Regions from separate parts of the Triticum aestivum genome. Here region 1 is linked to region 2. The links are chromatin contacts, called in public Hi-C maps. All regions are on one chromosome and are shown on one strand. Each heading gives the region's core, a stretch centred on a gene start, on an enhancer-like site or on the middle of the called end of the contact. The rest is flanking DNA. Distances are from core to core; before and after follow the strand shown.

Evidence for each region. A called contact is a pair of places that touch in the nucleus more often than the background predicts.
Region 1: a Hi-C map of leaf shows a contact between it and region 2, with 3 times the contacts expected there. The contact joins the promoter of LOC123181585 here to the promoter of LOC123181583 in region 2. A contact is called at or near these places in 3 of 5 Hi-C or Micro-C datasets (all in leaf) and 1 of 1 datasets of contacts at active chromatin or transcription factors (leaf).

What each region holds. Positions count from the first base shown.
Region 1 is chr1D:298,777,399-298,783,817 of IWGSC CS RefSeq v2.1, reverse strand. It overlaps LOC123181585, which reads left to right and starts at 4,950. Exons shown (of 10, transcript XM_044593883.1): 1 at 4,950-5,201; 2 at 5,282-5,406; 3 at 5,616-5,720; 4 at 5,805-5,896; 5 at 6,016-6,090; 6 at 6,188-6,257. The coding sequence starts at 5,042.
Region 2 is chr1D:298,567,237-298,573,757 of IWGSC CS RefSeq v2.1, reverse strand. It overlaps LOC123181583 (syndetin), which reads right to left and starts at 2,571. Exons shown (of 25, transcript XM_044593881.1): 1 at 2,070-2,571; 2 at 1,803-1,970; 3 at 1,645-1,719; 4 at 1,235-1,313; 5 at 921-985; 6 at 746-835; 7 at 349-438; 8 at 1-83. The coding sequence starts at 2,330.

The DNA of each region.
Region 1 (6,419 bases), core at 3,701-6,200, 210 kb before region 2:
TTATTTCACTTAAAATTTGAATTTGAATTCAAGTGGAATTTCAGATGAGATATTGATCAAAGGTGACTAAGCACTGTTTTAGCAAAATGATTAGCTTAACATCAGGGGTTACTGTAGCTCATTAGTACATGGGTGTTACATGTGTCTAGAGAGGGATTGAATGGACAATTCTAAAGTTATAGTCATGCTTTAGATGGTTGATGTCTACTACATAACTTGTTCTTGTAGACTCGTGTTGGGCCTCCAAGCGCAAAGTTTTGTAGGACAGTAGCAAATTTCCCTCAAGTGGATGACCTAAGGTTTATCAATCCATGAGAGGCGTAGGATGAAGATGGTATCTCTCAAACTACCCTGCAACCAAATAACAAAGAGTCTTTTGTGTCCCAACACACCAAATACAATGGTAAATTGTATAGGTGCACTAGCTTAGCGAAGAGATGGTGATACAAATGTAGTAATGATAGTAGATATTGATTTTTTGTAATAGGAACAATAAAAAACAGCAAGGTAGAAAGTAACAAAAGTGAGCACAAACGGTATTGCAATGCTTGAAAATGGGGCCTAGGGTTCATACTTCCACTAGTGCAATCTCTCAACAATGCTAATATAATTGGATCATATGACCATCCCTCAACGTGCGATGAAGAATCACTCCAAAGTTCTAATCTAGCGGAGAGCATAAGATGAAATCGTTTGCAGGGTGTGAAACCACCTCAAAGTTATCCTTTTCGATCGATCTATCGAGCTATTCCCATAAGTGTCACAAACAGCCCAAGAGTTTGTACTAAAATAACACCATATGATACACATCAACCAACTCTAATGTCACCTAGATACTCCAATGTCACCACGAGTATCCGTGAGTTGATTATACGATATGCATCAAACAAATTCAGATTCATAATACTCAATCCAACACAAAGAACTTCAAAGAGTGCCCCAAGATTTCTACCGGAGAAACAAAGACGAAAACGTGCATCAACCCCTATGCATAGATTACCCCAATGTCACTTCGGGAATCCGCAAGTTGAGTGCCAAGACATACATCAAGTGCTCTCAAATCCATAAAAATATTTAATCCGATAATAATGAAATCTCAAAGGTAAAACTCAATTCATCACAACAAGATAGAGAGAGGAAAACACCATATGATCCAACTATATTAGCAAAGCTTGCGATACATCAAGATCGTGCCAAATCAAGAACACGAGAGAGAGAGAGATCAAACACATAGCTACTAGTATAAACCCTCGGCCCCGAGGGTGGACTACTCCCTCCTCATCATGGTAGCCATGGGGATGACGAAGATGGCCTCCGGTGATTATTTCCCCCTCCGACAGGGTGCCGGAACAGGGTCTAGATAGGTTTTTCGTGGCTACAAAGGCTTGCGGTGGCGGAACTTTATATCTAGGGTTATTTCTGGGGGTTTATGTATTTATTGGATTTTTTGCATCGGTCTCACGCTAGGATGGGCTTCGAGGGGCCCACTACCCACCAGGGCGCGCCAGAGGGGGGTGGCGTGCCCTGGTGCCTAGTGGGCAGCAGCGGCCACCTCCAGTGGGTCTTTGCTCCAGTATTTTTCTTTTATTCCAAATAATTCTCCAAAAAGTTTTGTCCGATTTCGAGAACTTTTATTTCTGCACGAAAACAACACCACGGTAGTTCTGCTGAAAACAGCGTCAGTCCGAGTTAGTTCCATTCAAATCATACCAAAACTATATAGAATTGTTGTAAACATAGCATGAATACTTTATAAATTATAGATACATTGGAGACGTATCAATGGCCAGCTTTAGACTTTAAGCTACGGTTGCCTAAACACCCTAAAGCATGCAAGATCTAAGAAAAGTATGTGGAAGCGAAACTTGCAATAAATAAAGGAGCAAGGAAAGGGATAAAAAACAAAAGGTGTATCTATAGATCCGAATTGTTGGGACAATCATACGTCCTCGTTGGTGAAGGCTAGAACACAAAGTTGTAAGACCACTAATGTTGGGGGGATAAATAATAATTACCGCGAGACCCCATTTCCCAGCTAAGCACAGTCAAAGCTAATTATCAAGGCAAGAATGAGTTAACACAAGGCAAGCTACTGTCATGGTCAATAAGTTAACAAGGAGAAAAAAGATAAGAAGACGAGGTGGAAAGGCAAGAAGAATGAAAGAAGCCCTAGTGAAGCTTTAGTGTCCAAGCATAGAATCCCACCAAAGGTGGAGGAATGAGGGATTGGTCCATGACATGGCTAATTGAAAGGATCGAGAGGTCGACTAGAGGGTGGTGAATAGGAGACTACAAGTTTTAATCTTAACTTTCAAATTAGGCCAATGCAGATAAATTAGGTTCTCTAGATATGCAACTAGGTAAACACAACCTATATGGCAAGCAAACTCAAAACAAGGTATGCTAGGCAACAATACAATTAGCAAAGCCAACAAGCATACAAAGAAAAGTAAAGGATAGGGAAAATATTAACCACAAGTGAGTTGGGAACGTGTAATTTATTCCGAAGTTTACACTCTTTGGGGATGTTAATCTTCGTTGGAGCGGTTTGACACCAAAACTCCGGAATGCCACCAAGTGGCTCATTCTATTCTCCCTTTGAGTCATCCCCAACGGATAAGCCTCAAATCACTCGTGATTGTTCTTGAAGGCGACCACCACACCTTTACAAACTTTCTGGAGCACACGACAAGCAAGGAAGCTTCCGGGGGACCTCTACCACCCAAGATATCGAGCTCCAAGAGTAACAAGCTAAGAATGTGCATCGACTTCACCGACCTTAACAAAGCATTTTTGAAAGACCATTTCCTTGTGCCCCGCATAGTTCAGATCGTGGACTGCATAGTGGGGTGCGATCTTTTATGCTTCCTGGATGTGTATTTGGGTTACCATTAGATTCGCATGGCTAAAGAGGATGAGGAAAAACATCATTTATCACCCTTGTGAGGACTTTCTGTTACTTTTACATCCCCTTCGGCTTAAAAATCCTGGCCCACCATCAGCGGGCCATACGCATCGCTCTGGAGTCCCAACTAGGCCGCAACATAAAATCCTACTACGACCTCATCGTGAAGACCAAAGATCAAGCCAGACTCCTCAACAATCTTGTGGAAAACCTTGAACAACCTTTGGCACATTCTCATGAAGCTGAATCGGAGAAGTGAGTCTTCTGGATGCCCTCGGGGAAACTCCTTAGCTTCCTTGTATCAAGCAGAGGCATAGAGGCCAACCCCAAAAAGATCACCGCCACCGACCAAATGCGGCCACACACACGCCTCATGGATGTACAACGTCTCTCGGACTACATAGCTTCCTTAGGGAGATTCATCTCCAAGATTGGGGAATGAGGTCTACCCTTCTTCAAGCTCCTCAAGAAGTCGGCCCCTTTCAAGTGGACCTCAGCTGCCTAGCAGGCGCTACAAGGCCTCAAACAGTACCTCACTTCTCTACCGACCTGGTGGCTTCAAGACCTAAGGAACTGTTGTTGCTTTAGATCACGGCCACCCCCAAGTCGTGAGCGTCGTCTTGGTGGTGGAATGGGAGGAGACGCCGGGGCCCAAGCTCAGGTATGAGTCCCCAACGTCGCTTGCGTCGACTCAAGTTGCTGGGTCTGAGCTCGGGAAACTAAGCCTGAGCTCCTATCTAGCCCAGAGCTGATGTCAGAGCCCAAGCTCCCATCCCCGGATAGTGATAGGGGCAGATGCCATCCAACCGTAGACACCAAATGTTCACCCCATTTTAAACGATTCTTTTTTCAAAAAACGAATGAAATTCATGCCAAACCAAGTGATATTTGTTAATTTTTAATATCTTTACAACTACCAATCTCCTTGGAAAAGGAGTTGGGCCCGATTGATAGTGGGTGTGTGGGTGTTTCGATCTTGCGACCTAGTTGGGTCCATCCATCCATCCATAACAAGCGACGTGTGTGTAGCTTCTCTTAGGCCACGTGTCCTTAGTGTTGTGATGTGGGTTCTCGGGGGACATGGGAAACTAGGCTTTGTGGTCGGCGTGTGGGCGAACAGAGAGTGGCGAGGGTTTCTCTGTCGTTTTCTATTGTCATTGTCAGGGTGGCCGAGAGGGATGGGGTTTGATCGACGAGCGGAGAGGCTCGCCAGGCCGGTGGCCTTCTGTCGGTCTGCATGTCATTTCTTTTGTTTTGCTTGTTGAGGGAAGGCATATGTTGCCGTCTGCATCGGCTTCCTCCGCTTCGTGCCTAAAAAACAAAACCCACAACAAAAGGCGGCCCGACAAGGCGGTCTAGTGCGAGTCTATGTGGGCCGCTTGCACCGTTGCTATTCTTTCTGTCCACAAATATAAGATGTTTTGGTAATACAGACTGAAATGAGTGAACAAACACACTAAAAAGTATTTATATACATCCGATTCACAAGAAGTTACAACATCGTATATTGTACTGTACTCCCTCCGTCCGGATTTATTAGGCCCGTGAGCAGCCTCTGCACGTTCCTTCCTATTAGGCCCCATAATTAGGTATGCAATTAAGTCGCATTGCAAAAGTAGATTTTTACCTCGGTCTCACTCCTATTCATGCGCTGGATGGATAATCAAGATGAGAGAATCCGGGGCTCATAAATCTCACTACCATGCAACCAATGCATACACAGCATGCATGTCTAGGAGCAACCGCTGCAATTAATTACGGAGGGCAAACCATCCATGTCTGCCTTGGTTCCAGCGTTTTGGTCTTTGGGCCCAATAAACCCGGACGGAGGGAGTATTTGTGAACAGAGAGAGTAACAAACAAAGTCTGCTGATAGAATCGAGTTGCTTGTCCTGTTAAAAAATTCGAGTTGCTTGTGCCTCAAGTCTGATAAGTTTCTAGTGTGTGCGGTCAGCGATGGCGTCACATGCTGACCCCGAAGATCTTGATTGATTGAGTTTACACACACACCCACGTTGCTCTTAATAAATGCACAACTCAAGAAGCAATATTATCTGACAAGCTCAGCTCAGCTCGCCTCGGCTCATCTCACAGGTGTAGTGTACTAGAGACCGAAAACTTCACCCGTCAATCGCCATGGCGCTCAGCCTTCGCGCCGCCGCATCCCTCGCCGCCCCGCCGGCTCACCTGCGTCCGCGCCGACGGGCCACCTCTATGGTACGCGCCACTGTGTCCCCTCCTCCGGCGCTCGACAGCAGGCGGCGCCCGCAGAACGTGTCCGGCGAGTTCTTCGTCGGTGAGCTCCCTCATGCAGTCATGCTGATGCTGATGCGATCTCGTCCTCATCGTCCCAGCTGACGGGGTCTTGGTGTGCAGATCACCGGTGCATCGACTGCGCCACCTGCAGGTGGATGGCTCCGGAGGTGTTCAACAGAGTCGATGACCAGTCCGCCGTGGCGGCGCAACCCACCTCCGGGGAAATCAGAACCAAGGCACTGCAGGTAACATCTTTGACCACTGTAATTAAAATGCCTTCTTCGGTGTGCAACACCAGACAATAATTAACTGATGGTATTTCTCTCACCCAATCACCTAATTTAGTTCATAGTAATGCTTAATCCTCGTAAAGTTACTGGATTTCCTTCTTGTTCTATCAAAAATGATCAGTCACTGGACAACTAGATCATGACATTTCCATGTATGTTTGCAGGCCTTGCTCTCTTGCCCTACAGGCTCTATCCACACTGACAAGCCTACAAAAGACATTCTCCAAGTGCAGAACACATTCCCTCTCCCCATCGACGACGATCTTCCCGTATGTATAAACATTTTCATATATGTTCTCTCTTTTCTCAGTCTTTTAGCATAAAAATAATAAATTGTCTGCTTGTCTGTTCAGGGAGTTTACCTCTGTGGTTACCATTCTGAGAACTCATATGGAGCAACATCTTACCTTATAGTTCACCCGGAAGGGAACATAATGATTGACAGGTATATTCGCTGTCGATGTTCTGATAATTGACAAAATCAACTTATCAAGTCTCATTCAGAAACTACAATCGATTATATATATTAATTGTAGATTTTCTGATCATTTATTTTGTTCTCAGCCCAAGGTATACGCCGAAACTAGCGAACCAGCTTGAGAAGCTCGGCGGAGCACGTTACATGTTTCTGACTCACATGTATGTTCAGACTGACACGATTCTGTATTTATTTATGCGTTTACCGCCTTTTTATTTGGAAGATTGAAGATTGTCTATCTAACCTGTCATCAAACAGTGATGATGTGGCGGATCATCGGAAATGGGCCGAGCGGCTAAAGTGCGAGAGAATCATTCATTCAGGAGATGTAAGAGCCTTAAGCACAGAACTGCACCTTTCTCTCTTCATCCTTCTATACCCCACAAACACAATGACCTGTAGAAAGAAACTAGGAGTGTTGGAATGGTTTGCATTTTGAACAAATCATGTTCTAAGGGTACTTGAATCATACTGTAATTCTAAAATTGTA
Region 2 (6,521 bases), core at 1,322-3,821:
ATCCCTCGTCCCATTTCTTGTATGGCAGAAAGGCCTGAATAGTTCTCCAAGATTTGCAGATACTCTGGTAATAATTGAAATGCCTGCGACCATCAGTAAGGTATCATAAGGAAACTAACATAATTTGGACGAAAAATATGGATTGCCATACACATAGCAAACACACATCACTAGGGTCATTTAAGTGGAGTAACAAACAACCCTCATTCCAAAATGTGATTATGGGGTTGAAAACTACTGTAGTAAGATTGTGAAATAAAGATTATGCAGATATCTATCTTGAGTAGAGAAGAAGATAAACAACGAACTAGAGCAAATTAGAAGTGCTCATGGCCAAAATCAGCCTACCTGAAAGTAATTTTCTTTCTCAACAAAAGTTTCTAGCTCCATTTGCATATCTTGAGCATGTCGAAGTTCTGTAAGAACAGGAAGAACATCCTGCATTACACAAAAACTAAACCTTTTTATGTATAGATCCTCAATTCTACGTATCTAGAGCTAGCTGTAGTGAAAGAGATATAGCATTTAAATTTAACAATGCATTAAACATTTATAACTCCATCTTAAGAGTTAACACCATGATAGGCAAAGGAAGTGTTGACCTAGGAGTTAAACACACCAAGAACCTCATCTTATAATAGAATTAAAATGGCAGCTCAGTGATCTTTATGAACAGCCTAGGGACAATCACCAAGCCTATCCAGTTAACGCAGAACATACAGATAAAACAACAGCAGGCACCTACCAACAAAGCTTGTTTTTTCTTTGATTTTACATTGACAACCAGATCCCTTGACACCTCATTCTTGGAAGAGGATATGTGCCTTCGACCGTTCTGAAATAATAATTAATTCATAAGGACCAGATACCCATGAGGGGTAAAATAATGTTTGCAAGGAGAAATTTTCGTGAGGTAATACCATGCAGATCACATTTGCAACCTTTAAGTCTTGTTCTAACTCCATCACTAACTGCATCCCCTTCACTGGCCAAAAATTAGTATCAGAAATCTGGTTTTCGTTAAAGGCGACGTTTTGGTAGCATATAATACATATGTCTATTAATCATAACTAAAAGGGCTTAAAAACCTAAACATGTCAAAGGAGAAGCACCCATCGAATGGATCAGTCAAAGACAAAATTGCAAAGGAATTCAATTGAAATATATCCTATAACGTGCAGAGAAATAGAAAACTAATCAACGAAGATATTGTACAGTCTGATCGGACACATACCCATTTCTTCATGGTGACCCATAACATGATGAGACAATCGTTCTGCAATCTTGTCGAGCTGCGCTAATCTCAAAGTAGACTGCAAAAATGAAATGTGCATCGTTAAAAAAAAAAGAGGAAAGTGTTAATGTGGTAACAGAAGTGCACATTAATAGAGAGAACTGAACTTTTGGTGGCGATTGTCAAATATATTCATGGATAACTAGAATGATAGGAATGACAAAAGGGAGTCGGTTTCCTCTACAGAGGGCATAAGTTGCATTCATAAGGCAATTACTTCCGAAACTGTCATTAACATATCCGCACTGGTATGCGTGCAAATGTCACTCAGAAGAATGGTCTACATAAGTTTGTACATAGCATGCACTGTGGTGATAATGACTTGAGGTGATTATAACTGGCACACTGACCTGCTTATCGAAATAGGTGGCGTCACCAGCTCCTTCCGAAATATTTGCCAGAATGTACTTTATGGGGTCGAATTCCTGCACATAATTCGAACTCAAAAGCATCAAGCCCAACTGGCACAAAGCGGCAGCACCCACACCTCGAAAAATGCAGCACCAACCTCCTCATAGAACACCTCCTCGAGCTCACCCACGGCGGGCCCCTGCGGGTTGCTCCCGTAGATCGAGACCAGGTCCTCCGAATTGGACGGCAGGTTGATCCTCTCGTGCGGTGGCAGCCCGGCGATCGCGCGCGCAGCGGCCGCGGCTGCGGCAGCTCGAGCTGGAACCTACAGGCGCACGGCACAATGATGAGCAGCCAACCACTATCGCCGGATCCAACACGGGGCGACGGGAGGGAGGGAGGGAGGGGTGGAGCAGCACGATACCTCGGGGCGGGAAGGGACAGGGGCTGGGGTCGGGGGGATGAGGCCGAGGGAGCGCGCGGAGCGGACGGAGCTGAGGAGCCTCTCGCCGACGCGGGAGAGGTCCATGCCGCCGCCCTGGATCAGGAGCAGGGGCAGGAAGACGAGCGGCGAGGGCCCCGACTCGAAGAGCTCGCCGCCGCCGCCGCCGAAGAGGGAGGGGGAGGCGGAGGAGGAGGAGGAGGAGGCCGATGGCGCGGAAGGCGGCGGCGCGTCGCCCCGCATCTCAGCGGCTCCGCGCCCCCTCGGCGCGGCGGGGGACCATGGGAGGGAGCGCCGCCCGCGGCAGCTCCCAGATCCGCGCGCGGGTTAGGGCTCGCCCCGCGCGTCGTCGGTGGGCTGGATCGCGCGGGGGAGAGGACCGGGTGGTTGGTCGGTCGGTCGGTCGCGTGGCTCCTGTGTGTCTGCGTGTGTTGGAGTGGGGGAGAGGACGCACGGTACGGGGCTGGAGGAGAAGAAAGAGCGTTGAGGTAATAGGCGAGACGAGGAAGGGGATGAACTGGTTTTTTTCTTGTTTCTCCGCGGCATTTTTCCATGGGGAAAGGTCGCCGTGTTTTCGGGTAGTCGCTTCGAATCACTATCTTGTGAAGTGTTCGGGTCATGTGTGTTGAACTGTCGATGAGTTTCCTTTTTCAGACCTCGTGTTTTTGCATGTGCACGAATAAACATACAAGTAATCCTATATACTAGTATTAAAATTGGCATTACGTTATTTTTATGGTTTTTATTTACTCCCTTGGTCCCAAATTACTTATCTTACTTTTATCTAGACACAGATGTATTTATTTTATGTTTTTTTATGGATCATGAGAATGGCATTGGTCTTGGTTGAGTTCTACCTTTTGCATGTTTAGGTATAAACCATCATAAATTTACTTATGCTCTGTTTGGATGTTGATATTCGGTGCCATGGAATTGAATTGGCCCCAATATCAAATCTCCGTGACTTTGATATTGACATTGAGCTCGAATTCTGTTGTTTGGATGTACACAGAATTGACACTTAGAATTTGCATGAGAGACTCAATTCTGAAGCTTGTTTGGATGGTCATTCTCTACATTGGAATTGTTGGTTTGTCATAGGCTGAATATTGTACATTGATGTAAAAGTTTAAAACTAAATTATATGCAATAGCAACACTTACACAAATACAACAATAATTAGGCATCAATTACCAACAAACTCTCTCTCTCTCTAACTCACACCCCCTCTCTCTCTGCACTAACCTGCAAAAGGTAAAAAAAAACAATCTCAAATTACTAGCACATGCGGGTGAGGATTAGGGGATTTGGTTTCTGTGTAGGATTAGGGAGGGGCTGGTTGCTAGAGGAAGAAGTAGCCATGGGGGAAGATCCCGCCGTGCCTTCTACCAAGGGAGGAGGGCGTGTGGTGGTGGGTCAAGCAGACGGCGGCCACAGGAACTAGGGCAAGGCAAAGCGAGCGAGCAGGGAGATGGGACGCGGGGTGGGTGAGGCGGACGCGCCTGAAGGTAGTCGTATGCGTGGGAGAAGGGGATCCGCCGGAGAGAAGAGAGAAGGAAGACAACGGAGAGGGATGACATGCGCCGCCGGGTGCACCGCGTCGCTCCTGTGTTTCCCTGCTCTCCCGCTCTCGTGTTCTTTTCCCTCGAGCACGGGCGAACCGGTAAGTGAGCGCTCGATCCCGAATATCAGCCAAAGTCGAGGTCGTGGCCTCTGAATTCAGGAATAGGTACGCGGGCCGCGAGAGTGGGCTAGCCAATATCGCAGGCCAATTCAACAACTCAATTCCCTGACCATCCAAACAACAACATTCGGGCTGGCCAATGCCAATATCAATTTCTAGGCCTCAATATCAACATCTGAACGGGGCGTTAGTGAGATGCTCAATGTGTGCAATTACAAAATAAAGGAAAAGACACACCTACGTGCTTGAGGCGAGCTCAAATGGTGTGTCAAAGGCAATAAACCGCCAAACCTTAGCAAAAAAATAGATGATACATCTACTGTTGTTGCATGAGCAATAGGGTTTGGTCTTTGAAGCATGGGTATTTGAATTGATAATACGAGAACTGAAATTAAAAATACATAAGATTTATTGGACTTGATTTGGCCCATGAATTTTATGACGGTATAATGTTGTATTGCTCATCCTTACGCTAGCTTAATTATCCCTACTAATTATGTTAGGACACAATCAACACATACATAGCATACACCACACGATATATATTGGTACCACAAATCTCATTGCACTTGCATAATCAAGAGGATTAATACAACTCTACCATAACTCCGCATACAATGTTACACCACACGTATAAGGTTTGCACAATATAACAACAACACTGGTAAAAAAAGAGATTCGATGAATTATGAACTATGTCTCAACCATGGACAGAGCTAATTAAGCTATGATCGAGGTGTCCTGGCCAACTAAGTCAGGACGGGAAGCTTTTTTCACTTCGACCTGTTATACACCACATAAAAATTAGATAATCATCACCATGTGTTGATCCTAAAACCCAGCCAATTTAGTTTGCTTCATCTAGTTTTCATGTTTGTGTTTTACCATCACATGATGTTAACTCCTCATGTTTTTGATCCACTTTGCTTTTCAACCCAGGTCACCGTAGTGATAAGGCCAATGTTGATGGGTAGTCAATGAAGGTGATATGGGGGGCCACTCAAGTTGCGTTTTTACAGTTGTTAGTGATATCTTGTTATGCGTTTGCTTTACTTCGAGAGGAATTCTATCTCTCAAAAAAAGGTTTGGAAGATTTTTGGAATCTCATTTTTCACGGTTACCTTCTCATCACTAAACAGGAAGGACTTAATGCGGTAGCAACCATACACATCATTTTTCATTCAAACTTTGAGCCCGTTCGGATCTTCTCCAGCTTCACCAAATAGTCAGCTTCCTGAGAAGCCAGCCGCCACCAGCTTCTGACAGGAGAACAATGCGTTACGTAGCACTGAGCAGCTCCTCTCCGTCTGCATGGGCTGGAAGCCCAGGAAGCGAGTTTGAGGCCTAGTTTGGTGGCTCGTAACGAGAGCAAAACGGTTCGATCGAGAAAAAAAAGGGAAATTTTTGTTTTTGCCACTCTAGATTTTGCCAATTTTCCTTATGCCACTCTAGATTTTGACATTTCACTTTTGCCACTCTTTGTTTTTGACAATTATCACAATTGCCATTTTGTGGCAAAAGCAAAATAATTTTATTTCATTGTGCCACTCTTAGCTTTTGATAATTATCATAATTGCCACTCTGAAAATTTTGCTTTTGCCACGGGAATGGCAATTGTGATAATTGTCAAAAACTAAGAGTGGCAAAAGTGAAATGTCAAAATCTAGAGTGGCATAAGGAAAATTGGCAAAATCTAGAGTGGCAAAAACAAAATTTTCCCAAAAAAAAAGGTTCGCATGAGGCACTTCGGGAGGGCATTTCCATGTAATTACAAGCAACTTCCCCTTCTCCTTTACGTGAAGGGGATCAGCACTTCCGCTGCTCCTGGTATTTGCATTGTAGGCCGCTCGTCCTCCTGGAGCAAGATTCTCGAAGCTGCACCGTTTGGCAGGCTTCTCGGGAAGCTGGATCGTGGAGGAGATCCGAACGGGCCCTTACTCGGCCATTTTAATCCCTATGTGTCCCAAAAAAAACATCGTCATGTGAATTCAAATAGTTTCTATGGTTTTTACATCTTCTGTCCTATATTACTTGTCTTGGATTTATCTAGACACATATGTATCTATTTTATGATTTTTTGTGAATCATGAGAACCACATAGGCCTTGGTTGAGTTTTAGCTTTTGCATGCTTAGGTCTAAACCATCATAAATTTTCTTAGTGAGATATTCAATTCGTGCAACTATAAAACAAAATGAAAAGACAAACCTACGTGCTTGAGGCAAGCTAAAATGATGTGGCAAGGGCAATAATCCGCCAAGACTTTTAGCAAAAAAAAGATGATACATCTTCCGTTGCTACATGAATTGGTCGCAAGATATTTCAATAGGATTTGATCGTTGAAGCATGAGTATTTGAATTGATAATATGAGAACTAAAATTTAAAATACATAAGATTTATTGTACTTTATTTCGCCCACGAATTTTATGCCGGTAAAGTTGTATTGTTCATCCTTACACTAGTGTAATTATCCCTGATAATTGTGTTAGGACACAACCAACACATACATAGCATACACCACATGATATACACTGGTACCATAAATTTCATTGCACTTGCATAATCAAGAGGATTAATACAACCCGCATACCATAATTCTACATACAATGTTACATCACACGTATAAGCTTTGCACAATATAACAGCAACACTAGTAAAAAAAGAGAGATTCGATGAATTATGAACTTTGTCTCAACCATGGACAAAGCTAATTAAGCTATGCCCGGGGTGTCCTAGCCCCCCTCCCCCCA